Regions from separate parts of the Mus musculus genome. Here regions 2, 3, 4, 5 and 6 are each linked to region 1. A link is a contact called in public ChIA-PET and HiChIP or PLAC-seq data. All regions are on one chromosome and are shown on one strand. Each heading gives the region's core, a stretch centred on a gene start, on an enhancer-like site or on the middle of the called end of the contact. The rest is flanking DNA. Distances are from core to core; before and after follow the strand shown. Region 1 overlaps Gm39928 (a long non-coding RNA gene). Region 2 overlaps Acoxl (acyl-Coenzyme A oxidase-like). Region 3 overlaps Acoxl (acyl-Coenzyme A oxidase-like). Region 4 overlaps Acoxl (acyl-Coenzyme A oxidase-like). Region 5 overlaps Acoxl (acyl-Coenzyme A oxidase-like). Region 6 overlaps Bcl2l11 (BCL2-like 11 (apoptosis facilitator)).

Region 1 (3,742 bases), core at 408-2,907:
ATGTAATAGAATAGCTCTCTAAGTAGGGATGCTTATTTCTATAAACTAGCACTGCTCTCAGCCTAGACCAGGGAAGCTTGATTTTACAGAGGGTGACAGTCAGTGAAGAGACAATGCTAGAAAACTACATCATAGTAAACTGGATTCTTGTATCCAGTCCTTCCCTGTGCTCTGCCTCTGCTAACAGAGACTTTCACCTAAGTACTAGGTACTTATGAACTAGATGGTGGGTGTCACCCCTGGCAGGTGCTTGCTAAGATGGGCAGGTGGATGAACTACCTGAGAAAGACTTTACAGAGAAAAATGAGTCTGAGATGGGAAAGTAGCATGCATACACTATTAATTAATAGTTCTTATATAATTAATTATGAATTAACGATGGACTTTTATAATTCCAATCAATAAATATAATCCACTCTCCTTTTATTTTTTTGATCAAAATTTTATTTACTTACTTAGTCCACAGCCCATATTCAAGTCAAATCAGGACACAGTGTTAAATACAGCTTCTATAAAAACATTCTTCTCAGGGCTTTGAGAACAGCTTATCAGGAAAAGTACTTTCCATGCAAGCGTGAGAACCAGAGTTTGTATCTCTAGAACCCATGAAAAACTTAGTCAGGCATGGCAGACTTTCTATAATTGAGCCACCTGGAAGTTAGAGACAGAGGCCTAGCAGGATGGCTAGAAAGATTTATAAAAACAATGTGCTCCAGGTGCAGTGAAAGACTTAGCTTCATAACAAAGAAGATATTTGATGTTAACCTTGGGCTTCCACATACATGCATACAAACATGTATTTAATAGCCCATATTTGCATATATGCATGCACATATACATGCATGCACAGCACACACACATACAAATGGTGAAACTAACTAACTAAATAAATGAAATTCTTCTCTTATTATTTACAAAACAGCCAAGAATAAATTAACAATCAAATTTTAATATATTAAAAAGGGTGGTCTTTCAAAGGTTTATGTGGTGTTTCAGGTCTTAGTTTCAGAACTAAGAAATTACTTTTACAAGATTCTAATGTCAAAAAAAAAGTGGTATTATAATAAATACCTGGATGTTGGTTTTTGATGAGATTTAATCCACTCTCCTTTAAGTAGCTTTAGCTAGGGTATTTTATCACATCAATAGGTACACATCAAAAGGAAGACAGTGATAATGACACTGGTAATTCTTACAGTTTCCCATTGACTTCTGGTACTCTTGTGCTTGCACATGCTCGCAGAAGCACTCTTTCATAGAAGTTGCTTTAGGATCTCTGTCAGATAGTTCTGATCCCACCGTCCTATCACCTCTGCTATCTGCTGATGCTCCTCCTGCGAAAGGGGCATAAATGACTCATTCTTTCTCTTCACTTGAAAAGCTGGGGGAGGGGGAGGGCACTGATGTTATCGCCACGGGGCTCTGGTGAAGGTCTCGACTTCCCACTCAGCCTTTTTGCTATGAACCATCGTGGTGATCCACACTTCCCACACGGTCTCCAGTGGCACCTTGCAAGGGCAAAGGGGCTTCATGCTGCTTGGAATATGGAAGACGCTTCCCATTCAGCTTCCTTTTCACAGAGGGTTAGGGTGACGCCTGGTAGCCGTGAGTCTGGGCTCCCCACTCAGAGCCTTTGCTGGTGTGGGTAGCAACTAGACCACAGCTTCTTGATGGCATTTGGCAGAAGTGGTGTGACTGCGGTTCCTTTGTCTTTCTAGGCTGTCTTCTCCTGGTCCTGTGGCTGTGGGGAAGCAGTCTTTCGTGAGCTATCTTTGTGTTCTAATTTCATTTCTGTGGCTGTCATAAAATACCCTGACACCCCCGCCCCCCCCCAAAAAAAGGTAACTTAAGTGAGACTTTATTTGACTTGAAATCCCAACTAACAGTCCAGTCTATCACTGCAGAGAAATCAAGGTAGGAACTCAAGGCAGCTGGTCTTGCCATATCTAAGAGCAGAGAGAAAATAAATGCATGCTTGCTCAATTGCTTTCTAGTGCTCAGCTTGATTTATCCATTCTTATACAGTTCAGAACTCCCTGCCTAGGGAATGGCACTACCCACAGTGGTCGGGGTCTCCCCACATCAATTAACCTAAGACAGCCCTTCGCCAACAAGCCCACAGGCAAAAGTAGTGCAGACAATCCTTTTGTTGAACTCTCAGCCCAGGTGATTCTAGGTTGTGTCAAGTTTGACTGTTAAGCTAACCACTGTAGTGTCCATTGGTGCCTCCAGGTTGCTAGCTTCTCCAGCTCCAGATCTGGGTCATGGAAGGTGAAAAGTGAACTCAGAACTTCTTCTTGTTCTGTGACTTGGGTTCTAAGTTAAGTGTTGTGTGCTTTTCAACTAACAGTGATAGATTCCACCCACGGACACAATGAATTTTACAAACATGACAAAGATCCAAAAACAATAAAGCCATCACTGAAGGGGCTGTATACTACATACCAGCCACCAGTTATAGCAGTTTTACAACCGACTGGCTCCTGTGAGCTAATCTGGCCTTAAGAACTCCCATTATAATGAGATAAGCATCTGAATCTGTTACTCAACGTAGCTACTATTTCCACACCAACTGATTTCTACCAAGAAATCTCCCCTTGCGAGTTATTAAAGGAGCACACCCGGTGAATTCAGAAAGGACACAATTGCCACATTTGAGTCACAGGGAGGTGGGTGGAGGCAGGAGGAGTGATTCTGTAAAAATGGCTGGAATAGGTGGGAGAAGGTAGGAGTTGCTGAAAAGGTGAAAGAGAAGAACTGTCAGATCTAAGAATCCTCTGCCTACTAGGGGGAGATGGCCCGGGTAATGGTTTCAAGGTGGTGGGACACAGAGGAACAAGGGCAAGAGGATGCTATGGGAGGATAGAAAAGTGCGATAGAGATGTGAGAGGTGGCGTCTCAGCTGATTGTGGGGGACTATGGGGTGGAGAGACCAGCATGCACAGACACCAATGCTACCAGAGGAGGACGTGCACTGTGCCTGCCAGAAGCCTCAGCTGGCTGTACGGATGGATAAAAGATGTGATGTCATGAAGTGATTGAAAATAACCGTGAGAGGGTTTTAAAGACAAAATGACCCCTCCCCCTTTTTGAGTGAAAATGCTCTTTAGGTTTTGTTCTGTAAAACAATAAGGCAGGACTAGGGGATTTAAAACCTACATGGGAACATATCTCTGGGAAGGTGTTTTCAGCAAGGCTTAACTGAGGAGGGAATAGCCATCCTGAGTGTGGGTGTCAACATCCCATGGCCTGGAATAAATAAAATAAAAAGGAGGAAGGGGGCTGAGCACAGTGATCATTTCTTCCCTCCCTGACTGCAGAATGTGACCAGCTGTATAATGCTCCCCTCCCCCATTGTCATGCCTCCCACACCATGAGCTGACTGTGTTCCTTCTTAGACTGTGAATAAAAGCAACCCCTCCCGTCTTTCACTTGCCGTTGACAGCCATTTTCTCACAGTAATGAGAAGGGAGCTAATGTAGAGTCCGTGCTTTGAGGTCTCCACCTGGGTCAGTGTGGGAGCACCCCAGTCCGTCATCATCCATTCAGAGGAAACTGGAAAGTGCAGCTCTATTAGTTATGTTTTTATACAGATCTTTCCCGGGTGTGGGGCTCTTTGGGAAACCTTGCTCATCCTCACATAGTTGGAGTGATTTGTTCAGAGATGTCTTTCAGAGACCTGCTATGGATTCAGCTGAGTAGGTGGGTTCTCTATGGGCATCCAAAGTGGCCCATATGTAGT
Region 2 (3,742 bases), core at 585-3,084, 490 kb after region 1:
TTCCCCACTGAGTGGTCAGAGTACGATTTACATAATCATTTTGCTATTGATACTTATTGCTATAATAAATTATGTAGTGGTGAGAATGTATTGCTTCAGTGTTTTTTATTCCATATTTATGATTATTAGGGTAGAGTCCTGGGGTAGAATTACACATAGTCCTATAGCAACATGCAAACCCTCTTCTACTTTCGCCAACAATGAGTCCCAATTTGTCCTAATATGCATTTCTGTGTTGACTGGCCACCCCATACTTTGGAGTTTAGCATTCTGTTTTTCACGTTTTATCTTCAGGGCCTGAATACTCTATTGGAATAGCTTTGCTAGTATAAAAATCTGACTTAGTACATGCTAGTGGTTTTCTAAAACTACAAAGACATATTTAAACATCAAAGATGACCTAAAAGACAAATACCCCAATCCCCTGTTCAACTGCCTAACAGGAAAACACCTGCCAATTAAATGAAGGTATCAGATAAAGATAAAATGTACAAAACACTTCAGATTTTTTGGATAATTCTTGGTCTTGAAAAGTGTGCTGTTTAAAATGAATAACTGTGTCCTAACCCTTACCTGAAGCATGACCACATTGTCACCTTCAAAGGTTACAAACACATCTGTGTCACATTTCAGGTCTGAGATTCTGGTTTCCATCATGTAACCCTGTTGCAGAGGAAGAGGAGGAGAGAAGGGAGAGAAAGAAGAAAAAAGTGTTTTAATTTGCAATGACATCATTACATGGGAAAATTAGTTCCCTTAAAATTAAAAGCACAGATCATTGAAGAGGAAAAAAGTAACAATGTATCTCTTACTCAGAATAATTTCAATATATCACATTATATCATATTATCAATATATCACATTAGCTTTGAGGTCACACATACAATTTTGGGTATTGTCTTCATTGTTGATAAAACATTGACAAATGGTTATTTCATTTTTAACCAAAAGATTTCAACTAATCACACCAATATGCTTTGTTTTCAAACTCTTCAGAATTCTACTAGTGGCTTACTCCTGCAAGAGAACAATGCCTCCCTCCACCCTGAACCACCCCCCCCCCCAAACGCTGAAGAGTACTGGAAGGCAGGTTAAAAATTCTACATTGACCAACTGCTCTGCTCTGTCAACTCACACTTTCTAGCTTCCTCCTCCTGTCTTTCCCTGCCTCCTTCCTTCTCTTCCTTTCCCTCCTCTCCTCCCTTCCCTTCCTCCTCTTCCTCCACTTCCTCTTCCTCTTTTTCACTTCTTAAAATCCTATTTCTAAGGTAGCAATTCACAGTTACCTAAGTGCTGTCAGTCTCCTCCCATAAAGAACTGGCCCTGGAGCACGTAGGTTCAGGTCCAGGCCAACGTGAGTGGAGTGTGGCATATCTCTGGCCTGGGAACTTTTCTCCTGCCAAGGCCTCTCTGCCGCTCCTCTGTCCTGCTTCCCTTTTTCATCTGGTTTGTTTCCTTTCTCACATTTCTCATTTCCTCTTTTTTTTTTTTTTTAAATTTCAGATTTCTGGCTTATCTGGATTCCCCCTTATTTATCTTACATCCTCACTTCCCCTTTCCCATCCTCCATACTGGCCATACCCACCGTACAGGATAACCCCCTTTCTCATTTCTCAGTTCTCACTTCCCTTTTCCCATGGCTCACACCTGGCTTCCTTGCCTCCCCCATAGCTTTAACATTTCTCACTTCCCGTCTCCCACCCACCGCACCCGCCCTAAGCGATGTACCAAATTTCCCCTCAGTTCTCACTTCCCTTTTCCCACCCGCTGTACCCTGAGTGTCCGCTGTACCGGATCACCCCTCTCTCAGTTCTCACTTCTCACTTCCCTTTTCCCACCCGCTGTACCCTCTGTATCCGCTGTACTCTGAGTGTCCACTGTACCGGATCTCCCCCTCTCTCAGTTCTCACTTCCCTTTTCCCATGGCTCACACCCAGATTTCTCTTCACCCTCAGACGCTTTACATTTCTCACTTCCTTTTTTGTATAAGTCAAAATTCCCACTTGTCTGGGTTCCCCTATCTGTTCATTTACTTTACAACGCCCCAGCACACACACACTCTTGTATCGTTTCCTCTTCCCCTTTATTTCAAGAGTCTTGTTTCCTGTTTTTCTCCTTTTCTCACCTCTCTTATTTGATTCCTCCCTTTCCTTTCTTACTTCCTTTTTTTTTCTTTTTTTTAATTTCAATTTCCTTCCTTTTAAAATTTGTTTGGTGTGTGTGTGTGTGTGTGTGTGTGTGTGTGTGTGTGTATACACCACAGCAGGTGTCCACAGAAGCCAGAAGAGACTAGATCCCATGGAGCTGGAGTTGCAGGCAGCTGTGAGGCACCCAACATGGGTGCTGAGAACCGGAGCTGTACCCTCTTCAAGAACAATGTGCTGAACAGTGAGCCACCACCCCAGCCCTAAAAACATTAACCAAACCAAACAACTCCCTACCCTCAGTGGGACTTCATTCTTTCTTTCTTAAAAATGCATTTACTTTTATTTTATGTATATGACTGCTTAGCCTGAATGTCCCCATGTGCACCATATGCATGCCTGGTACCAAGGGAAGCCAGAAGAGGGCATTGGATCCCCTTGAACTGGAGTTACAGGCAGTTATAAGCCACCATGTGAGTTCTGGGAACCAAATTCCAGTCCTCTACAAGAGCAGCAAATGCTCTTAACCACTGTGCCATCCCTCCAGTCCTTTAAACACACTTCTAAAATTGGCAGATAGCATATGATTTTATCATGTACAACTTATTCTTAAGTATATACACACAGAGATACAACAATGCTAATTAACAAACACACCACCTCACGTGGTTATTACTCCCATGGTAAAACCATATAACACCCACACTCTTTACATTTTTGAAGAATACAATGTATCATTATTAACTAATCTCTTAAAAATTCACTTCCTTTTTCTAGCTCTAATTCTATACCTTTAACCAATGTTGTGGTTCAGTACGTCAGCAGGCTCTTGGTCTGTGGGTTTGGCTGGGGAGAGGGGGCCTTCTACAAGGATTTCAGTGTTACAGCTCTTTTAGACAGAATTTATTGAAATGGCTTGCACATATATTTTACTTGGGGTGAATAAGGGCTATATAAACCTTGGAGAGTGGGAAGGGATTTTCAGGGTGAGTATGCATTTCCTGAGGGTTAAGGTACTAGGAACCTCTCTGTGGTGTTTTGAATATGCTTGATCCAGGAATTGGCACTATTTGGAGGTGTGGCCTTGTTGGAGGAAGTGTGTCACTGGGTGTGGGCTTTAAGATCCTCATCTTAGGAGCTAGAGAAAGTACCCAAGGAGCTGAAGGGGTCTGCAACCCTATAGGTGGAAGAACAATATGAACTAACCAGTACCCCCTGTTTTCCTTAATGACTGCACTCATTTATTTACTTTCCTAGCAACAACATACAGAGGTCCCTCCCTTCCCACATTCTAACCAACACTTGTTATCTTCCAGCATTTTCCATAATAGTCATTCTTCAAAGCCCACTCCCAGTGACCACTTCACCTCCTAAACTTTAGGACATAATGGCTCTATAATCTTCCTAAACAGTGCCACTAACTGGGACCAAGTGTTCTCATATAGAAGCCTATGGGGGGCATTTATTGTTTAGACAACAGCATCTAGCTGTCAGCTTGTTGCAGTGATTCTGCTGTTCCTGCCTCCTGGGCCCAGGAATTATAGGTGGCCAGAGCAACTGCCTGGCTTTCAAAGGAGTTCTGAAGATGCCAACTCCAG
Region 3 (3,742 bases), core at 681-3,180, 470 kb after region 1:
AGAGAGACGAGAGAAACTGCCCCCTGGATAGTGCCACAGAAACAGGTAGCCCACTTGGGATCTTCAATCCTTTTCTAGGTCATGACAAATGCACATGCTTTCCAAATGGGTTATTTTGGGCTGCTCATGCCTCCTTGGCAAAAGAGTCCAGGTGTTAGAAGACTTTCTTATCCCAGTGGCAAACGGCCAACCGAACAGCATCGTGTGAGGATTTGTTTGGACTCACAGTTTCATAGCGTGGAAGGCAGTGTAGGATAGAGCCACAGGCATCATGATAGCCAGAAAGCAGAGGCAGGGAGTATGTCACTAGCTGACTTTCTCCTTTCCTTTCTTTTCCTTTCCTTTCTTCCCTTTCCCTTCCCTTCCCTTCCCTTTCCTTCCCTTCCCTTCCCTTCCCTTTCCCTTTCCCTTTCCCTTTCCCTTTCCCTTTCCCTTTCCCTTTTCCCTTTCCCCTTCCCTTTCTCTCTCTCTCTCTCTCTCTCTCTCTCTCTCTCTCTCTCTCTCTCTCTTTCTGTTACTCCAACTGGTCTAGAGGATATATTCAAGGGTCTGGCAGGGATATGTCTCCTTTCTTTCTGTCAGTCTGTCCAGGCTCCTGGCCTGGAGACGGTACATTCAAGGGTTGTCACTCTTGGTTACCGCTTACAGCCACACCCAGGTGTGTTTTGATAATCTTCCAGATGCTTCTCAAGTCCAATGTAGTAGGCAGTCAAGACTGATCCTTTATAGAAGTTCTCAGCCACTAAGATTTGGGGGCTACAGTCTCTAGATCCAATACTGTATCAGACAAAATAACAGGTGGCCAAGATGGGGCAGATACCTTAGCTAAGCATGCAGCTAAGGTGGGATTTTCCACCTGTGAGATATGTTCCTGATGATAATATACCATGTTTTATATTTTCCTCACCTTATACTATTAGTGTGATTTCCCACTTTAGAACCATCCCTGATTCACAAGAAGTTACAAAAATGAGGTAGGACAGAGAGATTCTCTCACCAACACCTCCACCCCTGAATGGACCTCAGGTATAGCACAAGTGCATCTCAAATCCAGGAAATTCTGCAACATTTATTCAGCAGAATTTTCTTTATAGTAGAGATTTCATTATTTAAAATATATTCTTTCATACATTTTTAAAAAAATTATCCAAGTCTGGTGTTATCCTTATACCAAATCTCCTTAAGGGAGGTTGTGATACAATTTCTGTTTAAGGACTGTGTCTGTGGCAATTTATACAGGTCTCTGGTTCTGCATGTGAGTACCCCATTTTCTTGCCTACCCAAGAGTCCTTTCTTAGTGATTGCATAGTCAGCAAAGATACCAGGTTTTTTTTTCTTAAAACAAAAACAAAAAACTCCAAAACAACAACAAAAACCAGGACCCATTTGCAAGAGGAATTAAGCTAATCTGTAGCCAACATTGAAGACTTTGAGTGTGAGAAACTGTACAGAAACACACATCAGAAACACACATATAATAAATATCGCATGCATCCTGGAACACAGATTGTGTAACACCAATATAAGGGTTTGGGTTTTGTTTTTTGTTGTTGTTGTTGTTGTTGTTTTGTGTGTGTGTGTGTGTGTGTGTGTGTTTAGGTCAAATCGTTTTTCAAGGCATCTGTGAATCAACTTTGCATTTCCACATGCTAAAGATTTCACTGATTCTTGCCAGGTACTGCGAACTTGGAGTAAAAAGTCTTACTGGGAAGGTTTGCTGCCAAGACAGAAACATTTGAGCCAATTAGAATAGAAAATATGAGTCTAAGGAGAAACTTCTAGATAACCCCATAGGGAGAAGGGAGGGACAGGCAGGCGGCGGGCAGGCAAGGCGGCAGGCGGGCGGTGGGGTCACACTGGGGTCTGCACCGTGCTTAGCAATAGAGTCAAGCAAGGCGGAAGTGCTTGTGGCTTCAGGGGCCCACATCATGCTGCAAGAGCAAAGTTAAAAGGAGTGAGGAGAGAACAGAAAACCAAGTGGGGTTCTTCTGCCCTTCTGCGAGTGGTCCGTGCTACTGCCTCGGTGTCACTCGCTAAAGCCCAGGACAGGGCAGGAAATATGACTTCCAGGGCTGTGGGAGGAAGAATGCCTCAGAAGGCAGAGAGGCTGCTGGGAAAGCCCGTGGCTGTTCCCTACTGGGGCTTCTGATGCAGACTCTGAAAGTGCACCATGGCAGTTATGATTTGATGCCTCCATGTGTGCAGGTCTGTTGGAAAGTGCTGTATGGCAGTAGGGGACAGACAGACAGACAGACAGACAGGCCCTTTCCTTCCTTCCCCCTCTCCCTCTTCGGTTCCTCACATGCATGGCAGTACAGTTTGAGCCCCACCACAGCATGCAGGTCCTATTTTAACTATTACAGCAGGGCCACACCCAACTCCCCTTCATGGTATGTGCTTGGACTGTTCCTTGCCAGAGAACGGCATTAACTAATGACTGGTGACCAACCCAGCTCACTGTATAAAAACCAAAGCCATCTTGGGTGTAGGGGGACAAACATGGGGCTTATATGTACAGGATGGCCACAGTACATTATAATTGCATTCATGCTGTGACCTAGGTGTCTATGGCAACACAGAACATAATACACACACATACAATCCTATGTATATTTCAGGTGATGCCCCCCCCCGCCCACTCTCTAGGCAAAGGCCAAGCCAGAGATTTCACAGTGTGAATAAAACAGAGCCCAGCTGTCTATCCTAAGTGAGCATCATTCCTCCAGAACTCCCCACCCCACCCCCACTCTGCAGCTTCTTATAGTTACGCGCAATCCAGGGAACTTGCAGATGATAGAGGCCATCTCTTGGGAATATCATGGACCTAAGGACAGTAACTTGTGAAGCTCAATCCTGGTCCTTTGCCCTCCCCAAGGAACCACCAACCTTTTCCATTAGTACCCAGAGCTACTGTTCAGAGCAGAAACATCCTGGAGAATTGTTTGGGAGCCAAGGGCCTGTGCCTACTATGTGGATGGCTCACATCCCTCCTGGTAGATAAGCTTGGTTTGATACCACCATGCCAGCCATTCCACATTAAAAATACTGTGCTTGCCATTTGAAAAACTGAAAATTCTGGAACACTTGTATCCACATTCCCCAGGACAACTACCAGTGAGAGCTAAGCAGCAGCTGTAGGCCCTGGGAAGAGGAAAAAGGACCTCAGATTATCTAAATCCTTACCACGCTCCGAGCACCCTGGGACTGCTGCAGTTGTTAAAGGACCCACCTGGCCCTGAAGGTAGAGATTACTGCTTAGTTATCTTCTGATGACTCACAGAAACTGGCGGAGTGGGGTCCTTCCTGCCCCCAGTTCTGCCAGTTATGTTATTACCCAAAAGGACCCACTTGGTGTGTCCGGTCAGTTCACCCTGTGCCATGGAGGCCAGTTCAGGAGCAGGTCTGCTCTGCAAACAGCTGATGCAATGCCTCCATACCCCACGGATCTTCAGTTTGGGTCCAAACCCTTTCCTATTGAGAGGTCTGCGCAGCCAAATCTCCAAGTTCAGATGTGTGCACTATGACTGGCCAAAAAGACCATAGAGAAGTCCAGCTGGAGGATTCATGGAGGGTTGGGGGCAGAGTGCTTCCTAAGGTTCTGCCCTTCTCCAGATTTGAGGTGGCTGCTTTGAGACCCAGGAACAACTACAGGGTCAGTTCAGTGAAGCCAACTTCTGGGAAGAAGGTCAGGCTTTGAGAGCAGATGGGCTATAGAGCTGGCCTGAGGTCACCATGGAGAATG
Region 4 (3,742 bases), core at 428-2,927, 440 kb after region 1:
GGGGCCTCTCAGCATCTAGAACAGAGGAGTGAATCTGGAGTTATCGCTGTCTTCAAGTGAACAGGTCAGATGTGTGCCCTTGCATGGACAGTCTGAGTCTGTTCTCTGAACTTAGTCTGTGTACCGATGCCACATGTCACCCTGTGTTTGGTCTTAAATGCTTTGTCCTCAATGACACCGGCTGCTTCAGTCTGGCTGGTGGCGTCAGAATTTTCCCTGCCCGACTGTGGTTTAACTGACATCCCTGCAGGCCGGAAGGTTGTTGCCCCACTGATCCAGCATTGAACCAATGAGCACATGTGCAAGGATTACTTTATTGGTTTAGTTCATCTAGTCCAAGCTCACAGTGGTAGGAACATCACTGAGGTTTGTGACCTCAACTGACCACAGGGATCTGTCTACTGCCTTTGGAGAGGGTATTCTTGCATGAGCCAGTTTATCTGTCCCCGTGCCAACCCTGATCTGGGAGATCTCCATGGAACTTTATAGGTCTATGAGGACTGGCCCATCCTCACCAGATCACCAAAGTCCTGTTTCCCAAAGTCTGGCCTCAAATCAAGAAGCCAGCAGAATGTCTAGGCTCTTTGGGCTTACCTGTCTGCTGCCAGAACTGGCCCTCCACTGGGCATCTCTTGCAGTCTGACCTGTCACCAGTCTGACTATGTGGATTCTATGCTGCTGGGTAGCCTGGGGACCCATTACTATTTTTCCATGTGACATTGAAGTGTCTAACACAGATCCCAGCACAGGATAGACCCTAGTGAATCCTCATCGATGCCATTAGTCGAGACAAATAGGGCCACCTGTTGGACCTCACTGTTTCTAACTTACGTAGAAAACTGCAATGACTTTCCGGTACACATCCTAGCCACTGGGATGGCTTGTTTGAGTGAGACCTTCAAGTCCTGTCACTGAGATATAGCACATGCACTGTTAGATGTGAAACCTGTATCAACCTTGAGTTTGCAGCTCAGTGATATTTTAAGTGTCTGGAGGAGGTGCACGCGCATGCATACGTCCATGTGAATGCACGTGGGGGCAGGAGTTCCACGTCAGGATCTTCCCCAGTTGCCCTCCAGTCTGTTTTTTGAAACAGACTCTTTTGCTGAACCTGGAGCTCCCCGCTTTGGAAAGACTGACTGGCCAGAAAGGCCCAGAGAGCATCATTCCTGCCTCCTCAGCACTAAGACTACGGGTGTGTGATACATCAGATCCTGGGACTTGAACTCGGGTCCTCATGGCTGCGTGAGGACTTTAATAACCAAGTCATTTCTCAATACACACACACACACACACACACACACACACACACACACACACACACACAAACAACACTCATCAGTGATTTCTTTCATATGTGTACATACCCCCTGGAATCATGTCACTCAATTGAGAGACAGAGTTCCCCAGATAACTTCTGTGCTTCCGCATGCAGCACCACCCTCTCCCTCTCTGATTGTGACTGCTGCACTATATCACCGTCAGCTGGCTTTCCTCCTCCTCGACCGTCGAATACATGGGGTATCTGGTATACACGCTTTCACATCACTAAGCATGTCAGTAGAACTCACACATGCTGCGTCACATGATTCACTATGTGAAGCCAACCACAGTTTACTTGTCTAGTTTCATATCTATAAACATTCAGTTTCCAGTTTCCAACTTGGGGTTATTAATAGAGCTGTTAGGAACACTCCTGTATAAGGCTATTTATGAACCATGTAGCATCATTTCTTGGCCATATCTCTAGGGACAGAATTTCTGGATCATAGAATAAGTGTACATTTAACATTACAATAGACTTCCAAACTAGTGTGTGTGTGTCTGTGTGTGAGTCTCTCTCCCTCTCCCTCTCCCTCTCCCTCTCCCTCTCCCTCTCCCTCTCCCCCCTCTCTCTCACTGTGTATGAGTGTGTGTGTGTGTGTGTGTGTGTGTGTGTGTGTGTGTAATTGAACCCAGGGCCTTGTGCATGGTAGTGAATGAATGCTCTAACATCACGTTGCATCCTCAGCTTCTATGATTGCATTTAGAATGTCTTAGTTATGAGAGCCAGCGCTGCCCTGCGTTACCCCTGGGGCTGAGTGGCATCTAGCAGTTCAGTTGATATGCGTCAGTGGGTGGGTGTTGGTTCTTCTTTGTGGTTTTGATTTCTAGCTCTCTATGACTAATAAGATTAGGCGAAGTTTCACGTGCTCATTAGCTCCTCTTTTATCTTCTTTTATGAGGTGTCTTTTCAAGTTTTTTTGTGAAAACTTTTCTTAGATCATATCTTTTTCATTATTTCATCCTGGGGGTTCTTCACACATTCTGATAAAACCTTTTGCCAGACACAGACAGACACTGCAAGTAATTCCTCCCCTCCCCCAGGTTTAGTGTTTGCCTCTGCCCTGATGTGTGTCTTTCAGACAACAGCAATTTATCAATAGCTAATGTAAGCAATTGGTGCTTTCTGTGTTTCCCTAAGAAATCTTTGTTTACCATGGCTTCCAGTAGATATTGGTGATGCTTTTCTGTTTTCTCTGGAAATTTTACAGTTCCCCTGATTATATTCAAGTCTATGTTGGTCTTTAATAAACATTTGTGCACGGAGTAAGAAACAGACCACAGCTTGCTTCTTTTTCATTCAGAATCTACTTTTTCTCACTATTTAAAGAAAAAATCCTCCTCATTGTTTAATTTATTTCATGTGAGAATTTGAGTGGGCAAATATGTGGGCTAAGTGGGCCTGGCAGTGCTCTGCCGGTCTGCCTAACTTCCTGCCAACGTCCTCAGGCCTGGACTAGGACAGTCTCGGCACACGCTTTGAAATCAGTTGGCACCAGCCCTCAGTGACTTCCACTTTTTTCAAAGTTCTGTGGGCTATTTTACATCATTTGCATTTCCATATAAACTGTCAAGTGAGTTTGTAAGTTTACAAACACTCTTTCCAAGATTTTGACTGAAGTGGAGCTGACTCTGAAGGGGGCGTGGGACATCTCATGGCAACGTTAAGTCTCATACACTAACAAGATATGTGTCCTGCCATTGTTAATATCTCTTGACTTACTCTGTGCATATTATGTAGTGTTTTGTGCACTGGTCTTTTATGCTTTGGAATTTTCACTGCTGAATATATATATATATATATATATATATATATATATATATATATATATAAGATGCTCATGTTTGTGAGTATACTATAAACTGACTTTTATTTTCCTGTTGCCTACTGAGAGGATGTACAAACAAGCTTTGTGTTGAATATTGAATTTTACATCTTACAATCATATCCTGCTTTTTGGATCTTGTAGAATTCTGTTTGGTAAGTTCTTTTAGGTCTTCTTTTCATGTTCTTAGTTCATTGACGCGCGCGTGTGTGTGTGTGTGTGTGTGTGTGTGTGTGTGTGTGCACGCGCATGCACACACATGTGCGTGTGCCTGATGCAGGATATGTGGTCCAAGAACAGCTTTGTGGAATTGGTTCCCCCATCTACCTTTACAGAGTTCTGGAAACTGAACTCAGGTCTCTGGGTTTGTGGGTAAAACTCTTTTACCCACTCAACCACATTACTAGCATTGATTTAAATCTTCTACCAAAAAATAAAAAGGTCTATTCCACCCGAGAGTCAAGGCAGCTTTATTTCTTGTTACAATCTTTACATCTTCTTCCTTTCTCTCTCCCTCCCCTTCTCTCTTTTTCCCTTTATCTTTCTCTGTCCCTGATTCTCTGCCTCCTCCTGCCAGTTATACTGACAGGACT
Region 5 (3,742 bases), core at 395-2,894, 410 kb after region 1:
CCCAAACAGTGTTTTCTGAGCACAGCAGGATAGCTGCACATATGAACTACAGTTTTGTGACAGCATGCAAAAGACTTGTGCAAATACAGACCAAATCCCAGTGTGGAGAGGGGAGTTAAGGGGAGTTGGGCACACAGTTGGGCTCCCACCCCTAGGGAAGGAGCTATTGGCAATTGACAGCTGCTGGGAAGGGGGATGGATCTTGGAGGAGTTGGGGGAGGGAGACAAATACGATCAAAATACTCAACTACACACACACACATGCATGCATGCATGCACGTACACACAAAAGAATTTTACTACATATAAACTCCAAGTACACCAAAGTGAACATCAAGGGTCAGCTGATTGAGTGTTCAAAATGATCTATTGTTCTCTTACATCCTTTTATACATATCCACAAAAAAATCCTACACATTCCTGTCACACCCACATGGTGGCCTCTCCTAAGTGACATGAAAGAAACCTCAATCTCTTGAAAAAAAAATTACAAAGTAGTCTTCGTAGATATGAGCAAAGCACACATTTTTGTTCAGTGAAACTTCTTTGATGAGGCCTGCTCAAATATCTCGAAGATACTGTAAAAAACACCCACAGACAGCTCTCTCAGTTAGTGTGGTCATACAGTCTGAAGAAACATGAAGGAAAACACAAAATCCTGAGAGGTGCACACATTCCAAAACATCTTGGGAAAGCTTGACCTTCTCCCAAGTCCAAGTGTTTATGTCTAACCAAGTGGACTAAAGGAGCCGTCTCTCCTGGTGCAGCCGTGAGAGGCAACAGGAGGCAGCTTGGGAGGAGGGGTGGCCTTCAGGTAGCTTCTGTTTTTACTCACTTGTCTTAGCTCAGAAGAAATCGAGAGAGGGACTCAGACACATGACCACAAGGGCAACTAGAAGTAGCCGGATGGTGTGGCCTCCTGAGCTTAGTGGTTCTGTTCTCTGAAAACACCTCTGAGATGCCCACATAAGTTTCAGTGAGGCTCACTTACAGGACGGAATGGAACCCAGTAGTCTCTCCCCCTGAACAGGGGTCCAGGTGATCAGGAGAGGAGAGAGAGAAGATGCCGGACAGAATGCAAAGGAAGAGGACGAAGGTTCTGTGTCTTGACCCATGAATGGATAATGGATAAAAGGTGAGTGTCTGTGACCAAGGCTGCTTCAAGGTCACAGGAAACCAACCAGTCCTTGGAAGGACAGGCTGAGGCATGGAGCTCATAGCAGGGAATGAACATCAGTGTGGGAGACCTCAGACTACCAAAACATCTCATGTGCTTAAATCTGTCAGGCCAAGTCAGGGCCTCACACAGCCTGGACTCAGATGAACTGGGCTTCCCAGATAAACTCAACACTTGGAATCAGCAGACCTTCCTTATTATAAAATAAGCATCATTGAAAGTTAAAAAAATAACACAAACAAACAAAAAAAATAGACAGACCAAAAATATCACCCCTTAGGCAAATGAGTTGAAAAATCCCTTAAGAGTAACATCCTATTTTTTTCCCACCCATTTCTCAAGTCAGAAGACACCTGGTAAAGAAACTGTATTTAGGTAAAGAAATGCAACTCCTGGTATACACGGTTTCCTGAAGGCACAGGATGGAAATGACATCATGGAAACACTGGTGTTCAAGGTCAGTATGTACATTTCTAGGTGAAAACAGGAGGCTTAGTCATCAGTGGAAACGTGCGTGTGTCTCTACACTTGCGAGCCGCTTTCTTGCCTTCAGACACAGTTTTTATTAAGATTGCACAGGCTGTTTGCCTGACCTTTATCGGCTCTCCTAAATGCACACCCTAAATATAGGTTATACCGCACTTCTGTCCATGCCATCAGGGAAGAGATAAAATGGTTATTCCTGAGAAGAAAAGGAGTTTGTTTTCGATTCAAGGACAAAGAACCTAAGACATGAGTTGACTGTCTCGACAGTTGACACAAGTGGTCTGATTTGTATGGCATTCCCGCTGGTGACGATAGGGAGGATGGGGCCAACCAGGAAGGTGTGGGATTCTTTGTCTTAATTAAAAAGTATAAATCGGAGACATGGAATTTGGCCAAGTCTCATAAATCTGCTGAAAGAATCGAGACTGTCAGAGAAGTTTAAATAAAACCAACCAGGTCCACTGAGAATCACGTAGGCTCCCTGCTAGTTGTCGACACCCACTTCCCTGTCACTTCTGTGTTCCACAGACTGTGGTTGTGCTCATTAACCAGCCACCCTCCCGCCAGCCACTGACAAGTGTATCCCCGTGGAGCACAAAATTCAGAGATGATAAATTTACTCCCGCTTGTAAAAAAAAAAAAAAAAAACAAAAACCGGTGCTCTCCTCCGGGCAATCAAAAAACGCTAGGAGGCTTTAAGGAAATAAGAATTTAGCTGATAACCTACCTTCATTAGCAAAGCCTGGTCCTCCCTGTTGGGACATTGCCTCACTGCCGTCGTGAACTGCTCTAGTGCAACTGGAAGGGAAGAGACAGAAAGGTGAGTGGCCTCCCTGGGGACTGCCAGCACTGCCATGTGGGGGACAACCTCATGGTTATGGCAAAAACACATGGCATGCTGGGTGTGGCTGCTTGGGGGCATGTAGAGTTCCTTGCCTGCTCACTACATGGGCTGAAATCCGTGTCAGTGACTTCCCCACAGTGGGCTAGGCAGATCACAAGGCCAGCCCGCATCCGTGGGAACCACCAGAAAGTCCTAGGTTCAGCCACTGCATGAGCCATCCTGAGAAAACACTCAATCTCCATTCCAGTGACTCCGTAAAGAGAATCCCAACAGCCTTGGTACCTTTGGTATCTACCTTTAACTACCCTCTTCCACAGTGATTTCCACTGCATTAATTCACTATGTGGTTGAAGCATAATATGTCCCCAGATGTTGACCCAAGCAAGCCCCAGACTTCCCCAGATGTAGTTAGTCATTTTTCCTCAACTTTCTCCAACAGAATGGCTAAGGAAAACACAAGATGGCTCATAGAACAGATTTTAATGGATATTTAAATTAGCCTTACTGGTTCTGGGCATGCTACAGTTTCTATAAAGTACCTTCCTCTTTTCTGTATCTAAGGCCAGTCTCTCATCAAAGGCCTGCTATGTGAGCACTGGTTTTTATCTAAGTAAGCACATAGACTTTTCTTTTTCCCCTACTTGTGGTTTTGACTGTGTTATTTCACTTTTGAAGGTGTTTGCGTAAGATAATTCCCTGCCATCCCTGAACTTCAGTCCTCTTCCTTTGACAGGGATAGATGGACCCTTTACTGTCTAATCTCTCTGGATTGCCCTCTTGCTGCTGGACTCAGTGCTGGGTTCATACACCTGTCCTTCACCACTGCTCTGCTGACAGTTACCACAGCGGAGCCTTGCATACAAACACTGCAGGCTGCCTCAACCAACCGGGCACAGCGATGCACTACCCTAGGCTCCATCCCAACCTGAACAAAGCCTGCATGAGTGGAGAGATTTAAATCTGAAAGATTTCCTGGAGACCTCTGTTTGGATGCTTTGTCCCCAGGTGCTATTTTGGAAGATTCTAGAAATGTTTGGATTTGTGTTTAGCTAGTGGAGACAGACCATTAGGGGTGGTTTTGAAGGTAATTCCTGGTCCTGCCTCCCCGAACCCCCTACTCTGTGATTCCTGGTCTGTTGTGGTGAGAACATCTTCTGCCACACATTCTTGCCCCCATGGACAGAGCTGGCCTGCCATTTCTGTCCTACCATAATGGACTGCAACCCTTTGATACA
Region 6 (3,742 bases), core at 902-3,401, 350 kb after region 1:
TATGCAGAGAGCTGACCCCAGCGAGGGGGGCTTGGAGTAACAACCACATCACAACTAAAGGTAAAGGTTGAGAGAGATTTCAAATCACATCAAGAAGACCCAGAGGTGAGACCTGTGGCAACATAACCTCAAGTCCTGTTTCCTGGCAGTCAAGGTAGTGGGGCAAAAATGGTGGTGTTGGGCTGGAAAGACAGCTCAACGGCTGTGAGCATATACTGCTCTTCTTGTGTACCTGGGTTCTTTGCACCCTCAGATGGCTCATAACTGCCTGTACATCTAGTTTTAGGGGCTCCACTGCCCTCTGTCCTGAGAACAACCTGCACACACATGATGCGCACATACACATAAATAAAAGATGAATAAATAAGTCCTTTTTATAGACTGACAGTATCCTATCCCAAGTTCTTAGAGACAAAAGCGTCCGAGAATAGGCACACCCTCCGTTGGATGGGTGTTTTACATACAATGCCCACACTGAAGAGTCTTAAACTTCTAACAGGTTTGCATGTAAGGCAAGTAATCATAGGAAACTGAATTTTGGACTGTGAGACCAGGAAGGACTCTGGCAGTCTCTGCTGTAGGTGCTGACTCCTGAGAAGGCAATGCCAACGTCCTCCTGGATGGTGCACCGGCCTCCATCCTCACCACTGAGTGAGCCATCCAGGAGGCTGAGGGGTACCCACAACACAGCTATACCACGCCTCTATGGGATCCTAACCCAGCCGTCTAAACAATGTTGAGTATAGCAGCCATGAGGCCTTTCCCCTCTCTCCACCCTCAGACAGAGAATTTACTGAGATTTCCATGCTGGTTCAATGCCCACGGCTGCCTCGAGGCCAGGCAACGGCTGCCCAGGGACTGCATTCACTTCCCATTTGCCACAAAGAGAACATGTGCATCTAAACAGCCTGGGTCTCATAGCTTAGCGATCACGAGACGGCTGGAGACAGTGCACAAGAGGCACCCTACCGGTATGACGTAATGCCTCTGAACATCAGAGGAACAAATGTGCTCCCCCCACAACCCCCCAGCACAGCAAGCAAGCTGAGCGGTCGTCACAGATCTACCATGGCCACGCTGGCTTGACAGTTATGTACAGACTGCAAATATTCTCAAGGACCAAACGTGTATCCTATCTCCTCTGCGTCGTATAGCAGTAACTGTTAAAAGTGGAGGCCTTTTATAGGGACACAGAAACCACTTCACAATCTCACTCACAGCGGGAGGCTATCTCTCCACCCACCCTGGAGGTGTGACACACAGTTCTGCTTGGTGGGGATCCTGCCAGGCTGGCCTCAGAACCAGAAGCGGGTCCTGCTCTACAGCCAGCCAAACAGGGTTCAAGATTGGTAGTATGTCTCCTGTGAGAGCTACGAGGGACAAAATACTCAACTCAGGGCAGGAACATGCTGTTCTGAAATGCTAAGTGGGATGTAACACACTTTAACCACAACTAAAACCTCCTGCTTTGGTTCAGCGAGGTGAAGTCTAGGCAAGGGATGATGCAATCACCTTATTATTTTTATGTGTCTGCAGAAGGGCCAAACCGTCCTTTCTTTGCATCTTCATTTCCTCCTCCAGAGATTTAAAAAAAAAAAAAATTACCCTGAGAACCTGCCTGAAGTTCCCCTCCGGGCACCTGCACCTCCTCTTGGTTGCACGTTCACGGCTCCCTATCCCACAACGGCCGGGTAGCCCTGCAGGTGTAGCACCTGCCAGGCCCCACAGCACCCTCACACGTGGTGTGTGGTGTAGATCAACACAAGGATGTCTAGCCCAACACCCCGCCAGCCATTCGAACACACCCCAGTGCTTCAGTCTCCTCTCATATTTGCCTACACCCAGACAGATGCAGCCTGCGCCTGTAGGGTCCAACGCACTTGCTTCAAAAGCATGTCCGAAGCATGTAAAGGCAGCCAGGTGGACAGGGTTCCTGGCACCACTCAACGTGACAGAGAACGGGGTGATAATGGCACCCAGATTCTCGAGCACGCAGGGTTCAGCATCCGACACTAGAGTAGACCCCGTGGCTCTGGATGGGGTGCACTTGCTGACGAGCCAAGCTGCCCTCCCTCAGTAGCTACAGGGAACCCTCATTCAGAAAAGCAGCTCAATGCTATGGAGTGAATAACACAGCTCTTTCCGCTTGCCTCAGGGGAGAAACCGAAGCACTCGCCACCTCCAGTCACTAAACAGAGGTGGCATGTGTGGTTCAGTTCAGATATGAACAAAGCCTAAAACCAAAATGCCCAACCGCTCCCTCCAACTGCGACACACAATTGTGTCACAGACAAGAGCAGATAACAGTTCACCTTACCTCCTAGTGACTGCGTTTGCTACAAGAGGGACCTGCGACTACCATGTGAAGAGACCCCATCCTTCCGTGAGTCAGATCTAGTGTGATTTTACATTGATATTCATGCCTTTAATGGCAACAGTTTAAGAAAGCAACTTATCTTATTAAACTCCAGCTTTCAATTAATGAGGGCCTCTGGAGAACATGGCCCGAGGCCACACATCTCTGGTTGGTTTCATCCAAGCAAGCTATAATTTCGGCCTCTCCCTTGTTGGTGATTTATAGGAACCACCGTCATTTCTAAAAGCACGGAGTCAGATAGCATAGTGGGCTCCCTTTCTTAGGAAAGCGAGACGGACAGGCTTCAAGTTTAAAGTATACAAATGCTCCTGTGCATATTGCTTTAGTGAAACTTGTGTTTTATCAAAGCTGATCTGTGTGGACCCCCGTTTTAGCTCCACTTTATCTGATGCTGGGTTCTCCTGTTGTCTGTGTACACTCCAATCAACTCATGCCTGCACATGTCCCAGACCAAGGGGGAAGGAAGCAGTGTAAACCAAAAGGTGTTTCTTGTGATCAGACAAAGGGTTTCCACTCACTCACTGTCCCATCTGCAGGGGTCTTAGCTTTAGGCTGGGCACTTGGAGGACATCCCCTCAACAGCTACCCTAAAGGGCTGACAGGCCTTTCCCAGCAACCTAGCCCATGGCCAAAATACCCACAAGTGGACATCTTTCATAATTAGTGCCCACAGGTGCTGAGGACTATGTGACATGCACTTGATGTCACCTGGCCCAGGTATGGGTATAAGAGCGGCAGCTGAGCCATGGAGACGGCCCTGATGACAGCTATGGGAGATGAGTGTGAAATGGGGTTGTCGAACATTGACGCATCCCTGACACGAAGACGAAGAGGCTTCAAACATAGGCTGCAAGATATGAATGACCCTTCAGCACTCAGCTAAACGCAAACTGCCTGCTTTCTCCATGACCTTCCAACAACCAGTCCCTCTGAGCTTCTCTCTGGACCCACTGACTCCCTGAACAGCTCCCCGAAGAGCCCCTGCCATCCTCCTAAGTCTTCCAGATGGGTACCACACTGCAGAGTAGACACCAAGGTTTAGAAGGCTTGGTACAGCGCCTGGGCATAACAATCAGGAAAATCTTTCAGAAGGCACAGCCTCTCCCTAGTGCGGCTTCATCTCCTCTGTCTTAAGCTCTGGAGTCCATTCTGGAGAAAACGAATACTTCTACACTGAAGACGCCACCTTGGCTCTACACTGTCAGCGGCAGCCACCGCACACCTCTCGGTGGAAGGAACCAAAGACAGCTTGCCTCTGCACCGTTCCTACGGGAGCATAAAACCTAACCCTCGACCCATGCAAGCACCAGGTAAAAGAAATACAGGGAGTCTTTAGACTCAAACTACCTGAATCCTGCACAAATG

The links. ChIA-PET counts read pairs in DNA pulled down with a chosen protein or histone mark. HiChIP or PLAC-seq counts read pairs in DNA pulled down with a chosen protein or histone mark.
Region 2: an H3K27ac HiChIP or PLAC-seq map of acute myeloid leukemia shows a contact between it and region 1, with 2.6 times the contacts expected there. The contact joins two enhancer-like sites. A contact is called at or near these places in 1 of 115 datasets of contacts at active chromatin or transcription factors (acute myeloid leukemia) and 1 of 9 other capture datasets (embryonic stem cells).
Region 3: an RNA polymerase II ChIA-PET map of memory CD8 T cells shows a contact between it and region 1, with 5 read pairs. The contact joins two enhancer-like sites. A contact is called at or near these places in 2 of 484 Hi-C or Micro-C datasets (the HPC-7 cell line and bone marrow-derived macrophages), 1 of 115 datasets of contacts at active chromatin or transcription factors (memory CD8 T cells) and 1 of 9 other capture datasets (embryonic stem cells).
Region 4: a BATF HiChIP or PLAC-seq map of CD8 T cells shows a contact between it and region 1, with 5 read pairs. The contact joins two enhancer-like sites. A contact is called at or near these places in 2 of 115 datasets of contacts at active chromatin or transcription factors (CD8 T cells and effector CD8 T cells) and 1 of 9 other capture datasets (embryonic stem cells).
Region 5: a contact with region 1 is called in a BATF HiChIP or PLAC-seq map of CD8 T cells, with 6 read pairs. The contact joins two enhancer-like sites. A contact is called at or near these places in 2 of 39 promoter capture datasets (cranial neural crest and liver), 1 of 484 Hi-C or Micro-C datasets (embryonic stem cells), 2 of 115 datasets of contacts at active chromatin or transcription factors (CD8 T cells and effector CD8 T cells) and 1 of 9 other capture datasets (embryonic stem cells).
Region 6: a contact with region 1 is called in an RNA polymerase II ChIA-PET map of effector CD8 T cells, with 15 read pairs. The contact joins two enhancer-like sites. A contact is called at or near these places in 2 of 115 datasets of contacts at active chromatin or transcription factors (CD8 T cells and effector CD8 T cells).

What each region holds. Positions count from the first base shown.
Region 1 is chr2:128,497,681-128,501,422 of GRCm38.p6, reverse strand. The region is part of intron 2 of Gm39928 (a long non-coding RNA gene); the gene reads left to right. Among named protein-coding and RNA genes, the nearest start is that of Gm39927, 22 kb to the left of the region's middle. Within about 2 kb of position 1,657, at least 46 of the 459 cell types and tissues checked have an H3K27ac peak or open chromatin away from gene starts, as enhancers often do. A contact at or near this core is called in CD8 T cells, acute myeloid leukemia, effector CD8 T cells and 1 more, where this site is marked.
Region 2 is chr2:128,006,998-128,010,739 of GRCm38.p6, reverse strand. Acoxl (acyl-Coenzyme A oxidase-like) reads right to left here. Exons shown (of 18, transcript NM_028765.3): 12 at 574-663. Among named protein-coding and RNA genes, the nearest start is that of Bcl2l11, 120 kb to the left of the region's middle. Within about 2 kb of position 1,834, at least 89 of the 459 cell types and tissues checked have an H3K27ac peak or open chromatin away from gene starts, as enhancers often do. A contact at or near this core is called in acute myeloid leukemia, where this site is marked.
Region 3 is chr2:128,026,154-128,029,895 of GRCm38.p6, reverse strand. All of the region lies in intron 12 of Acoxl (acyl-Coenzyme A oxidase-like), which reads right to left. Among named protein-coding and RNA genes, the nearest start is that of Bcl2l11, 98 kb to the left of the region's middle. Within about 2 kb of position 1,930, at least 14 of the 459 cell types and tissues checked have an H3K27ac peak or open chromatin away from gene starts, as enhancers often do. A contact at or near this core is called in memory CD8 T cells, where this site is marked.
Region 4 is chr2:128,059,491-128,063,232 of GRCm38.p6, reverse strand. All of the region lies in intron 14 of Acoxl (acyl-Coenzyme A oxidase-like), which reads right to left. Among named protein-coding and RNA genes, the nearest start is that of Bcl2l11, 65 kb to the left of the region's middle. Within about 2 kb of position 1,677, at least 74 of the 459 cell types and tissues checked have an H3K27ac peak or open chromatin away from gene starts, as enhancers often do. A contact at or near this core is called in CD8 T cells and effector CD8 T cells, where this site is marked.
Region 5 is chr2:128,085,078-128,088,819 of GRCm38.p6, reverse strand. It overlaps Acoxl (acyl-Coenzyme A oxidase-like), which reads right to left. Exons shown (of 18, transcript NM_028765.3): 16 at 2,391-2,461. Among named protein-coding and RNA genes, the nearest start is that of Bcl2l11, 39 kb to the left of the region's middle. Within about 2 kb of position 1,644, at least 26 of the 459 cell types and tissues checked have an H3K27ac peak or open chromatin away from gene starts, as enhancers often do. A contact at or near this core is called in CD8 T cells, where this site is marked.
Region 6 is chr2:128,150,915-128,154,656 of GRCm38.p6, reverse strand. The region is part of intron 3 of Bcl2l11 (BCL2-like 11 (apoptosis facilitator)); the gene reads right to left. Among named protein-coding and RNA genes, the nearest start is that of Gm14009, 17 kb to the left of the region's middle. Within about 2 kb of position 2,151, at least 77 of the 459 cell types and tissues checked have an H3K27ac peak or open chromatin away from gene starts, as enhancers often do. A contact at or near this core is called in CD8 T cells and effector CD8 T cells, where this site is marked.